Linked DNA regions of Sus scrofa: region 1 is linked to region 2. Evidence: chromatin contacts called from public HiChIP or PLAC-seq data. All regions are on one chromosome and are shown on one strand. Each heading gives the region's core, a stretch centred on a gene start, on an enhancer-like site or on the middle of the called end of the contact. The rest is flanking DNA. Distances are from core to core; before and after follow the strand shown.

Region 1 (5,056 bases), core at 1,985-4,484, 290 kb before region 2:
GTGTGTGTGTGTGTGTGTGTGTGTGTTTTCTCCAAGTCTGCAGGCCAGCCGGGACCAGAGGTGACCAGTTTGCAACTCATCCCCACACGGCACATGTTCTTTGGAGAGCTTACTCCACTCAAGATAGCCCAGTGTTCCACTCAGGTCTCTATATGAGCACCCATTTAAAACAATGCATAGAGGTGTGAAGGTCTGGGAGTCCATCTTGCACAGGTGCTGATGAAGGAAGAAACCCTTTGGGATGCTGTCACACAAATGGACCAGCGAGATGCTGCCGGTCACTCTCAGGCAGCACCATCTGTCTCCCATCCAGGGGTAGCTGAGTCCACAGCCCTTTGTCACTTGTCCTTGAGCAGGCGGCAGCCAGCCATGGGGTTCTGGATGAGGCCCACCATGACCCATGGGGGAGGCCCACATGTGCCTGCATCAGGGAGGCTGTGGGTACACTCGTGAACCCTGTGGTATGCGCCCAGGGCCTGCCTCAACATTTGAGGCTGGAGGGCAGCCTGGATGGGAAGCAAGGGGAGTCGTGAGTTTGGGGAGCACCTGTACAGCCCCTCCCCCTCCCCTCAGCCATGGGGAGCTAAGGTGAACCAGGAACCTGCACTGGCACAGCTTTACCACGGCAAGACTGCTACACAGGAGGGGGCACAATCTGCAGGCCACTCGAGCACTCAAGTGGGATCTGGTCTGAGTGTCTGGTCTGGAGCATCAGGGAAACATCCCCGAGAAGAGGTGGCTGGGCTGAAGTCTCAAGAAGAGCCCAGAAGGGAGAGGGACAGGTGACCGGGAGCCCATGGGGCAGACTGTGGCAATGCTAAGGAACCAGGACAACTGTAAAAGGAGTGGGGGAAGCACAGAAAGAACAGAGTCTGGGGAAGGAGGCGACATGGGGAGACCTGTCAGGAGGCAATGGGGATCACCCACAATAAAGAAGATGGGGCAGGGACAAGGTTTGAGGAGTAAAAGCACAAGACTGAGATGGTCACACAGACACTGTCCCACTCCCCACCCCTCAAAACTCCCACTCCACAAAGGGGCAGGACACATGCCAATCTTGACTTTGGTGGCAGGACCCACCAATGGAGACTATTCCCCCTGCTGTGCTCACTGAAGCCTTGTGACACTTGGTCCGACACAACAATCCTCACCACACACAGTCTACGCAAACACTGGGGTGAACAACATTTACAAGAGCAAAATGCCATAAGGGAGGAGAGTGGGGGTGCCAAAGGGCCTTCCACGCTTCCTAAAACAGCCATCACCCCAGCACAGATGGCTGCTGCTTGACAAACACGGAGGGCTGAATGAAAGTAACTACTGCCAGGCAACAAGGGACAGCAAAGGAATGCTGGAGGGGCTCTGGGGACAGTGGCAGCTTACCCTCACCATGTCTACCATGGGAACCCCAGTCATCCTCTGTTACTGCCCTTCACCCCACAAGCCCAACATCCAGGGCTGCAGGTTAGGGCCCAGCCTCACTTCTGCATTTGACTCTGGGCCTTCCAGCTGCAAGGCGCAGAGGGGCAGAGGCAGGAGCTGGGGTTGTGGCCAGCGCAGCATCCCCCGCCCCTGCCATGGTTTACAGGAGCCCAATCTGGACTCCAGGTCCACAGAGGGGAGAACTGCAGGCTCCTGCCCCAGGGCACCCCACGGCACAACAATCAGGCCAGGCTGAGGCAGCAAAAGAGACTTGGGTCCAGGACTTTCGCCAGAGCCACTGTGGAAGGGATGTCACCACAAGGGGCACAGAGTGCAGCCAATCCAGCAGAAAGCGGAGCTGAAGATAGAGAAGGAAATGGAACCCTGGAGGCCCAAAGCTAAGCCCTCACCTGACTCTGACTTTTCAGTTAAGCCAGCAAATGCGGATTTTTGTTTAAGCCAGTCTGAGCTTGATTTCTGCCCCTAGTCTTTTATTTTTTTTTTGACCACACCGGTGGCAGGTGGAAGTTCCTGGGCCAGGGACTGAACCTGCACAACAGCAGGGTCCTTTAACCTGTGAAGCCATAAGGGAACTCCTGTTCCTAGTCTTTAACAGCCTCTGGCCTCTCTGAGAGGTGAGGTTTAGCTGCCATAGACTTAAACACACGCCAAACCCTGTTTGACCCTGACTTTCTTTCTTGTCACAGCAGATATCCTCACCTGATATGCTATGTATTTAGGGGTTTGTGGTGTGTTCCCCCTACTAAGCTATCAACTCCATGAGCCTGGAGAGTGCCTTGTCCCCTCCATGTTCCACAGTTTGAGAGCAGTATTTGGCACCCTGCAGGGATTCAAGTATCTGGTGGGGAGATAAGTAAGAGGAGGGGGCACTGCAGAAAACAACAGCCAGACTGTAAGGACTAGAATGGAGAGAGAACCATTTGGATGGCAGAGGAAGAGCTTCCTGTTGCTGGGACTGTGTTGGCTGATGTGCAGGCAGGCACAGGAGGGGCTGCCTGTGAGCCCGTGGGACAGGACAGGATGGGAATTAGTTTGAGCAGGCGGCTGTCTGTGGTGCGAAGGTCCCACCCAGCATGGTCCAGGCATAAGCTGGGAGAGGTCCCCTCTGCTGGAAGGACAACCCTGTACTGCAACTGGGCATGCTGCATGGGGCGGGGTAGGGGGGCGGCAGAGGGAAGCCATGGAGAACACACTGCGGTCTGAGCTCCAAAAGCAGATCCGCCCTCATTAACTCCGGGCTCCTGCTCCTCAACCACCTGCTGCCACCACAGTCATAGTTGAGAGCTCCCTTCCTTCTCTGCCTCTACTCTCACCCCCTTAAGGGTGGCCTCCACAGAGCGGCCAGAACACTGCTGTGAAACTTATGCTCAAAACTTGGCAAGGGCCTCCCAGACTAGGGGCAAAGGCCCTTCAAAGGCTACCCCGCCGCTGACCATGACTGTGGCACTGAAGTGTCCCTGTCCCCGGCACGCCCCTCGCTTCTGTCATGCTTCTAGGCTTTTGCCTGGCTTAGTTCCTCCACCTAGAAGACATTCTCACTTGCTCTTCTGTGGTCAACACACACCCAGGCACAGACACCACCTCCTTAAGGAGGCTCCCAGTTTGAAATGTGCTCCTTAATGAAGCGAGCTCTGGCTTGTACCCAGCACGGGTTATACTGAGGCTACCTGTCAGGGAGGCTGAGAGACCACAGACACAGTTCCCGCGTGCCATCCAGGAACCGTCCGATAAATGTTTGAACTAAACCCCCTCTGTACTTCCTCACATGTGTAACAACAGCTGCTATGCAATCACAGAAATATTTTCTAAGCCCTTATTCTGTGCAAGGCACCATGGGAAAATGGGGAACAGGAAGCTGAGGGCAAAAAACTTTAGAGTAAAACATCTGATGAAAAGGGAGGGGCTATGTGTGCCAACCTGGCCAGGCACTGCGAAGTCTGGGAGCTGTGTGTGTGTGGGTGGGGGGGGAGTCTATGTGATGTGTTTATTTGCTCACCAGCAATGTCCACCCCGGGAAAGCTCCAGAGGAACGGGGCCTCTGTTGGGTTCACCTCTGTCTTGTCAGAGCCAAACAGTCTCAAGTGTAATACCTGCTCAACAAGCAGTTACAGAGGGAGCGAAATGCTGTGTGTCACACAGGCTGGGGCCAGGAGGCTTGGGCCCTAGCAGCCCACTCGGAGAGCCAAAGAGACCCCCGAGGAGGGCAAGGCTTGGTGGTCATGAACTTCAGTCAGTTCTCTATCAAAGACACAAAGCACCAGAGCCACGCAAGTTTTGTTTCTGCTCAACGCCAAGAGGGCCCAAAGTCCGTAACTTCTAAGTCAGCACTGATTCCACGGTGACAACACACATGCACCCTGTTCCATGCAAGAACTGCCCCACATTTAAGTAAGCACTTCTTTTTTTAAAATCTTCCCATGTCACCACTGCTCCTGGTTGTCACTGAATTACCAGCATCATTTATGTAACTGAAAACTCAAGTTTGGGGAACATAGGACAGAAGCAAGGAGGCTTCTGGCCCAGCTTTTCTTTCATGACTGAAGGGAAAACCACCACTAGAGATTTGTGGAGAGACCTAGGCTACCGGAAAGACCCAAAATATTAATATGTTAACCAAATATATGTACTTGTTTGATACAGACTCTGTCCACCAGGTGTTTTTCTATTTTTTGGTTCTGTGAAACGCTCTCTGATCAAATTAGTTTGTAAAAAAGCAGGCTGCCTGGAGCATGGACAAGACTCATCAACATAAGAAAGGTTAAGGAAAACAATGGTAAAGAAACCTGTTTCACCAAAAGTTCCTCAGAGTTATCTGACCAGGGAACACCCCCTTTCCAGGAAAACCCAGAGACAACTGAGATCTGTGGCCAACTGCGGCCAACACTGTTGTGTGAAGTGGGTGAGATTCAGAACCCCGAGTCACCTCAAATAACACTCCTGCCTCTGGGCGGCCCAGGCGCTTCTGGGATGCATTGGGTGCTTTGGCCTCACCTTGGCTTTCCAAGGCACTGATGCCAAGTCTAAGCTGGCAACTGCTTGATCCCAACCCCTCTCCCCCCAGCATCCTCCACATGCCCCTCCTCAGCTCCTGTGCCCCAAGTGGCACTCTGTTGGAGCCCAACTGCTACTCCAGCCAGGGAAAGTACCCTGCTTCCCCAGTCCCCAGGGAAAGAGCATGGGGGCGGGGGTGGGGAAGGGGAAAGACCTGGCCAGAAGCTGAACTGAGTAGCCCCTGATGACATCCCAGCCCAGAGCAAAGGCTCTCCCTCCTCTCCCCTGCCACCCTCCACCTGACCTTGCAGTTTGGATGTAAAATGGGGCAGCTTAGCCTGCATCCTGGATGTAATCTTTGCAGTTCTGCTGATAAGCACAGGCAGGTAAGCCTAGATGCAAAAGCTGCAGATCTCTGCTTTTGTTCCATACCCCTCCCAGATGTGTGGGCCCTGCCATACACACTTTCTAACCCATCCTCTTCGGAGCCCTGCTCCCAGAAGCACTGATGACGTGGCTGTGACTGTCAGGGTCCACCTTGCTGAGCTTGGGAACCACTTCCGCAGATGCACCTCTTGCTCTTTCACAGATTCAATAATAACATCCATTTGACAACTGCAAC
Region 2 (4,706 bases), core at 751-3,250:
AGACAGGCCACCCACAACAGAACGAGAACCCAGTAGAATCAGACTTTCCAGAAGAGAGTGAAGAAACACTTTCAAAGCTCTAAGTGAGAGTAATTCTCAAACTAGGACACCATATCCAACTAACCTTCCCCTCAAGTGTGGGAAGAGAAGAATGATACTTCAAACACACCAGGAGTCAGAGTTTATTCCCCACACGCCTTTCTGAGGAAATTGCTTCAGTAATTAATCTCTTGGGATACTTCTTGAGGAACGACTCCAGTAAAACAGGAAGATAAACCAAAACATAGGGTAAGAAGACAGTAAATCCCCCCAGGAGAAAAGTAAAGTCCCAGACTGATGGCTAAAGAGGCAGCCTCGAGAGGAGCCAGTTCTGATCAGGGGTGGAAGAGACCAGAATGAAACATCCAAAGGGGGAAAAAACTCCACTGAATAAACGAGGTGTTGCAGAGGATGGAGGAAAGACGAAGCATCTTTGATGAAGACAAATGACGAAAGGGTGGGAGGAGAAGCAAAGGGTGTTCACAAAGCCAAGGGCCAAACATGCAGCCAAGTAAACAGGGCCAAACTTCAACCAAGGTTGAGATAAAGAGCCCATATGACCCTGACATGACCTTGAGCCTTCTTCCTGGAGTGGCCCAGAGTTCAGAGAGGATCCCAACTGGGCCAAGAGTGGAAACAGTCAATACAGTCAGTGCCCTTTGCCAGCTGCCAGCTTCTAGGCTTAATCTCCAGGCCTGGAGCAGAACAACCTTTACAATGTCAAGTGTAGCTCCCAGAAGGAGGGGTGTAAGGTTCGAGTAAAGACGGGGTGCTCCTGCCTTTCTCTTTCTAAGTGGACAGTCAGGAGACCTTGGCCAAAGTTGACGGTGCTGAAGAATCCATTCATTCACTAGACAAGGATTCAGCAAGCACCTACTCTAGCCTTTCAGCACCCGGGACACAGCGTAAACTCTACCACTAGACACAAATCCCTCACTTCGGGGGAGGGCGAGATGGACGAGATAAGTAAGTAATGTATACAACGTCGGAAGATGGTGCTAAGGAGAGAAAACAGAAAAAGGCTAAGAAGACAAAGCTGTACAGGTGAACTGAGCAAAGAAACTACGAGTCAGACTGGCAGCCGGAGGGCCCCAAAGGGTGAGGGAGCCTTCTGTGGAGAACTGAAGGTAGGCCAGCTCCCTCATTCGAAGTCACAAGGACAGATGCTGCAAAATGCAGCGCTTAGAAAGGAGGATGGTATAGCGGGATAATGATCTGCTATTGTCACTGCAGTGGCTCGGGTTGCTGCTATGGCACAGGTTCAATTCTTGGCCCAGGAACTTCCACAAGCCAAAAAACAGTGGCCTTCCCTGCTGAGCCAGAAGTTTCTATTTCTGTAACTTAGGTCATTTCCCCACTAGACAGGAAGACCCGTACTGGCACAGGCCCCCAGTGGGTCCTGGGATGGGCTCCTGCTTGGACCACAGGCCGTGCACATTCTCTCATGACTTGGCCCCGTCCCTGTCCGCCTGGACGGGTGAAGGGGTTGGTAGCCTGGCAGTGGCTCTCCCAGCCCTGAAGCCCTTTTCCAGGAATAAGCCCTTCCCTGCTTTATCAACACATCCATTCAAGAAATATATCATGGACCCCTGTGACATGCCCGGCTTCACATGGGGGCAACCAGCAGGCAGGGCCCTGGTCCCACAGGGCTCACAAGACAGCCTCCAACTTCACTCCAAAGTCCCCATCAAATTCCCTGAGAAGCGTCCTCTACTCCCACACACTCACACCAGCGAGTTCTCGTCTCGCCCCATCAGACACCAGGCTGCAGGTAACCTGGTGCTTCATAGACGGCAGGCTGAGGGGTGAGGCCAGGAGGGAAGGCAGCAGCGAGGTGAGTGCCTTTTCTGCTTTTTGCCCCACACGTGGTGGTTCTTGGAATGGCATGTCTCATCAAACATGGGCCCAGGAAGCGATTTCCTGCTTACTCAGGGGTGGGCATTAAGTTGCCCCTCCCACCCACAACCACAGGCTCCCTCCTCTGGATGCTCCTCAGGGGCTGAGTCTAGGTAATGACACAAGACACAGTCATCAGCTCCACCAGGATTTCCCTATGATGAGGCCCACGGCTGAAGGGGAAGCAGAAGGGAGGGCAGAGGCCCTTTGCAGGGTCAGAGCAGGGCCCGCAAGCTCTCACCGCATACCCCAGGGTGCAGGCCGGCATCTCACAGGGAAGGGAGAGGGAAGGGCCGGGTGTGGGCCAGGCCTGGGGCACTCACCGCGCTTGGGCTTGGGGAAGCTGTCGTGCAGCCGGAAGACCACCTTCTCCACGAAGTGCTGGATATCGCACTGCTCGGGGCCGCGGACGAACACCATCCAGTCGTGCGTGAACCCCTCCGTGGTGGGCTTCTTGCGCAATTGGGCGCGGTGTCCCAGCTCTAACTTGACCTGGACAGTGCACTGGACAGAGAGAAAGGCAGGCACGGGGTCAGTGCAGAGCCCCAAGTAAGGGCTGCAGGCTCACGGACCAGGCCTATGGACTGGCTTTCCACGTCTCTTCTCCCCAGCAAGCTCACGGGGGTCCCCGAGTCTCCTCCCTACCCTGCCCCAGGGGCTGGGCTCCTGCAGCTCCCTCTGCCTTGGATGCTCTCCTCCACCGCCCATGGCCCACTCCTTCCCGTCACTGAGGTCGAGCCTTGACTGCCTCAGGGAAGCCTTCTGTCACCACCCCATCTGAAAGCACCCACCCCACCCCACCCCCATGGCGCTCTTTCTCAGCATTCTCCACTATCAGAGATCCTCTTGCTAATGGTTTGTCCCACGTGCTCTACAGTGGCTCATGGGAATGGCTCCCTGTCTGGAGCAGCAATCCTCAGCAAGCTCTCCTGGAATATGAAAGTGTGACTGTGGTGCAATTATGCCGCCCTTTGGTTCCAGGATCCAAGGACACTAACATCCATGGCTGCTCAAGTCTCTTACATAAAACGGCACCATAAAACGGCACAGTGCTTACACAGAACCACATACACCTTCCCGCATGCTTTAAAGCCCCTCTAGGTCCCTTTTTTTTTTTTTTTTTTGGTCTTTTTGCCTTTTCTAGGGCCGCACCCGCGCCACATGGAGGTTCCCAGGCTAGAGATCTAATTGGAGCTGTAGCCACCAGCCTACACCACAGCAAAGCAGGATCCAAGTCGCTTCTGCGCCCTACACCACAGCTCACGGCAACGCCGCATCCTTAACCCACTGAGTAAGGCCAGGGATCGAACCCGCAACCTCGTGGTTCCTAGTCAGATTCATTAACCACTGAGCCAGGACAGGAACTCCAACCTCTAGATTACTTCTAATACCTTGTACAACGTAAGCGCTAGGAAAATAGTTGCAGATACTCATAAGTGCTATGGAAATAGTTGCTGGGGCATGACAAATTCAAGTGCTGCTTTTTGGGACTTTCTGGAATTTTTTTTCCCAAATATTTTCAATTTCCCTGTGGACAGGGAACCCACAGATACGGAGGGTGGGCTGTACCTTGTTCTATGACTGAGGAAACTAAGGCTCCAGAGTGAGCTAAGTGGCACATGTGAGGTGGCTCGGCCGTAGGAAGATTCACCCCTTAGCCACTCTGCCATCCTGCCACGCCGGCCAACCCACCCCGGTCTTTGATTACAGTGTTTTCATTTTCTGTTGTCCCACAGAATGCTTCCTGGAGAAGAGTCCCCTGGGGTCACCTGAGTCACCTGCACAATGCTGGCTTTATTTTAAAAACAGAATGATGGTTCACAGTGAGAATGGGGGGCAGGTGTGAAGCCAACTGGGGACAGGTGCAGGTGGACCCGCAACCCCCATGGCCCAGTTTCCTTCCTCAGGCACGTGTCTGCCGCTCCCTTGAGATGTGAGGTCACTCACACAAGCCCCATCCCACCAAACAAGCAGCCAAGACACTTAAAAGTCCTCCCACCAGTGATGCTAGCCAAAACCACCCACAGGGACCTACTGTCCACATCCACCCTGGTCCATAAAATTCTCCCTAGACTTTGCACAGACATAGCCCGACACCTAGTATCCAAACCAAGAATGTTACATAGAAGGCAGAGGCCAAGTGGACACTTGTGCCTAAGTGCTGAGATAACGGCAATGGCCTGGATCCCACACTTCCTTAAGGGAACTCCTCCTCAGGGCACATCAACCCAGGACCAGGACCAGAAACCTCCTCCTGCACTTTCCTCCCTTTTTGTCACCAAATGACCGTGTGCATCCTGGGTGCATTCTGGGTGCATCCCAGGGACTGGCCCCATCCCTCCTGTCTCCCCCGCCCCCCTGCCTCTTCTCTGGGCTCTGAAAGCCCATAGAGACCCGGCCCTCCTGCCACTCCTCTGGCTGCTCAGTCACTGCCAGGAAGCAGGGCAACCAGAGCCCATTGCTGGCTCACCACTCCCTCAGCACACCTCCACAGCCCCACCTGTGCTTCCTCAAGTCTGGGATGCTCCAGGTTTACCACCTTTTCTTCACCCTAAGTCAGAGAGCATGTTGCAGGGCATGCAAGCTTCCCAGATGAAGTCCCCCGTGCACCTGCATCTGCGCTCACATGCAGAGAAGCTGCTGCTAAGTCGGGGGGGGGGGCATGCCTTAGAGGCGGAGAACTCAGAACACACAGGAAACACACAACCCCCACATCCCAGTTCCATCGGACACCAGCCATCCCCATACACACCAGGAATGTCCACACCTCC

What was found. HiChIP or PLAC-seq counts read pairs in DNA pulled down with a chosen protein or histone mark.
Region 1: a contact with region 2 is called in an H3K27ac HiChIP or PLAC-seq map of alveolar macrophages. The contact joins two enhancer-like sites. A contact is called at or near these places in 1 of 5 promoter capture datasets (liver) and 1 of 2 datasets of contacts at active chromatin or transcription factors (alveolar macrophages).

Annotation. Positions count from the first base shown.
Region 1 is chr2:73,079,964-73,085,019 of Sscrofa11.1, reverse strand. The region is part of intron 1 of RANBP3 (ran-binding protein 3); the gene reads right to left. Among named protein-coding and RNA genes, the nearest start is that of RANBP3, 20 kb to the right of the region's middle. Within about 2 kb of position 3,234, at least 16 of the 83 cell types and tissues checked have an H3K27ac peak or open chromatin away from gene starts, as enhancers often do. A contact at or near this core is called in alveolar macrophages, where this site is marked.
Region 2 is chr2:72,788,170-72,792,875 of Sscrofa11.1, reverse strand. It overlaps MLLT1 (protein ENL), which reads right to left. Exons shown (of 11, transcript XM_021083993.1): 2 at 2,259-2,439. Among named protein-coding and RNA genes, the nearest start is that of MLLT1, 9.6 kb to the right of the region's middle. Within about 2 kb of position 2,000, at least 3 of the 83 cell types and tissues checked have an H3K27ac peak or open chromatin away from gene starts, as enhancers often do. A contact at or near this core is called in alveolar macrophages, where this site is marked.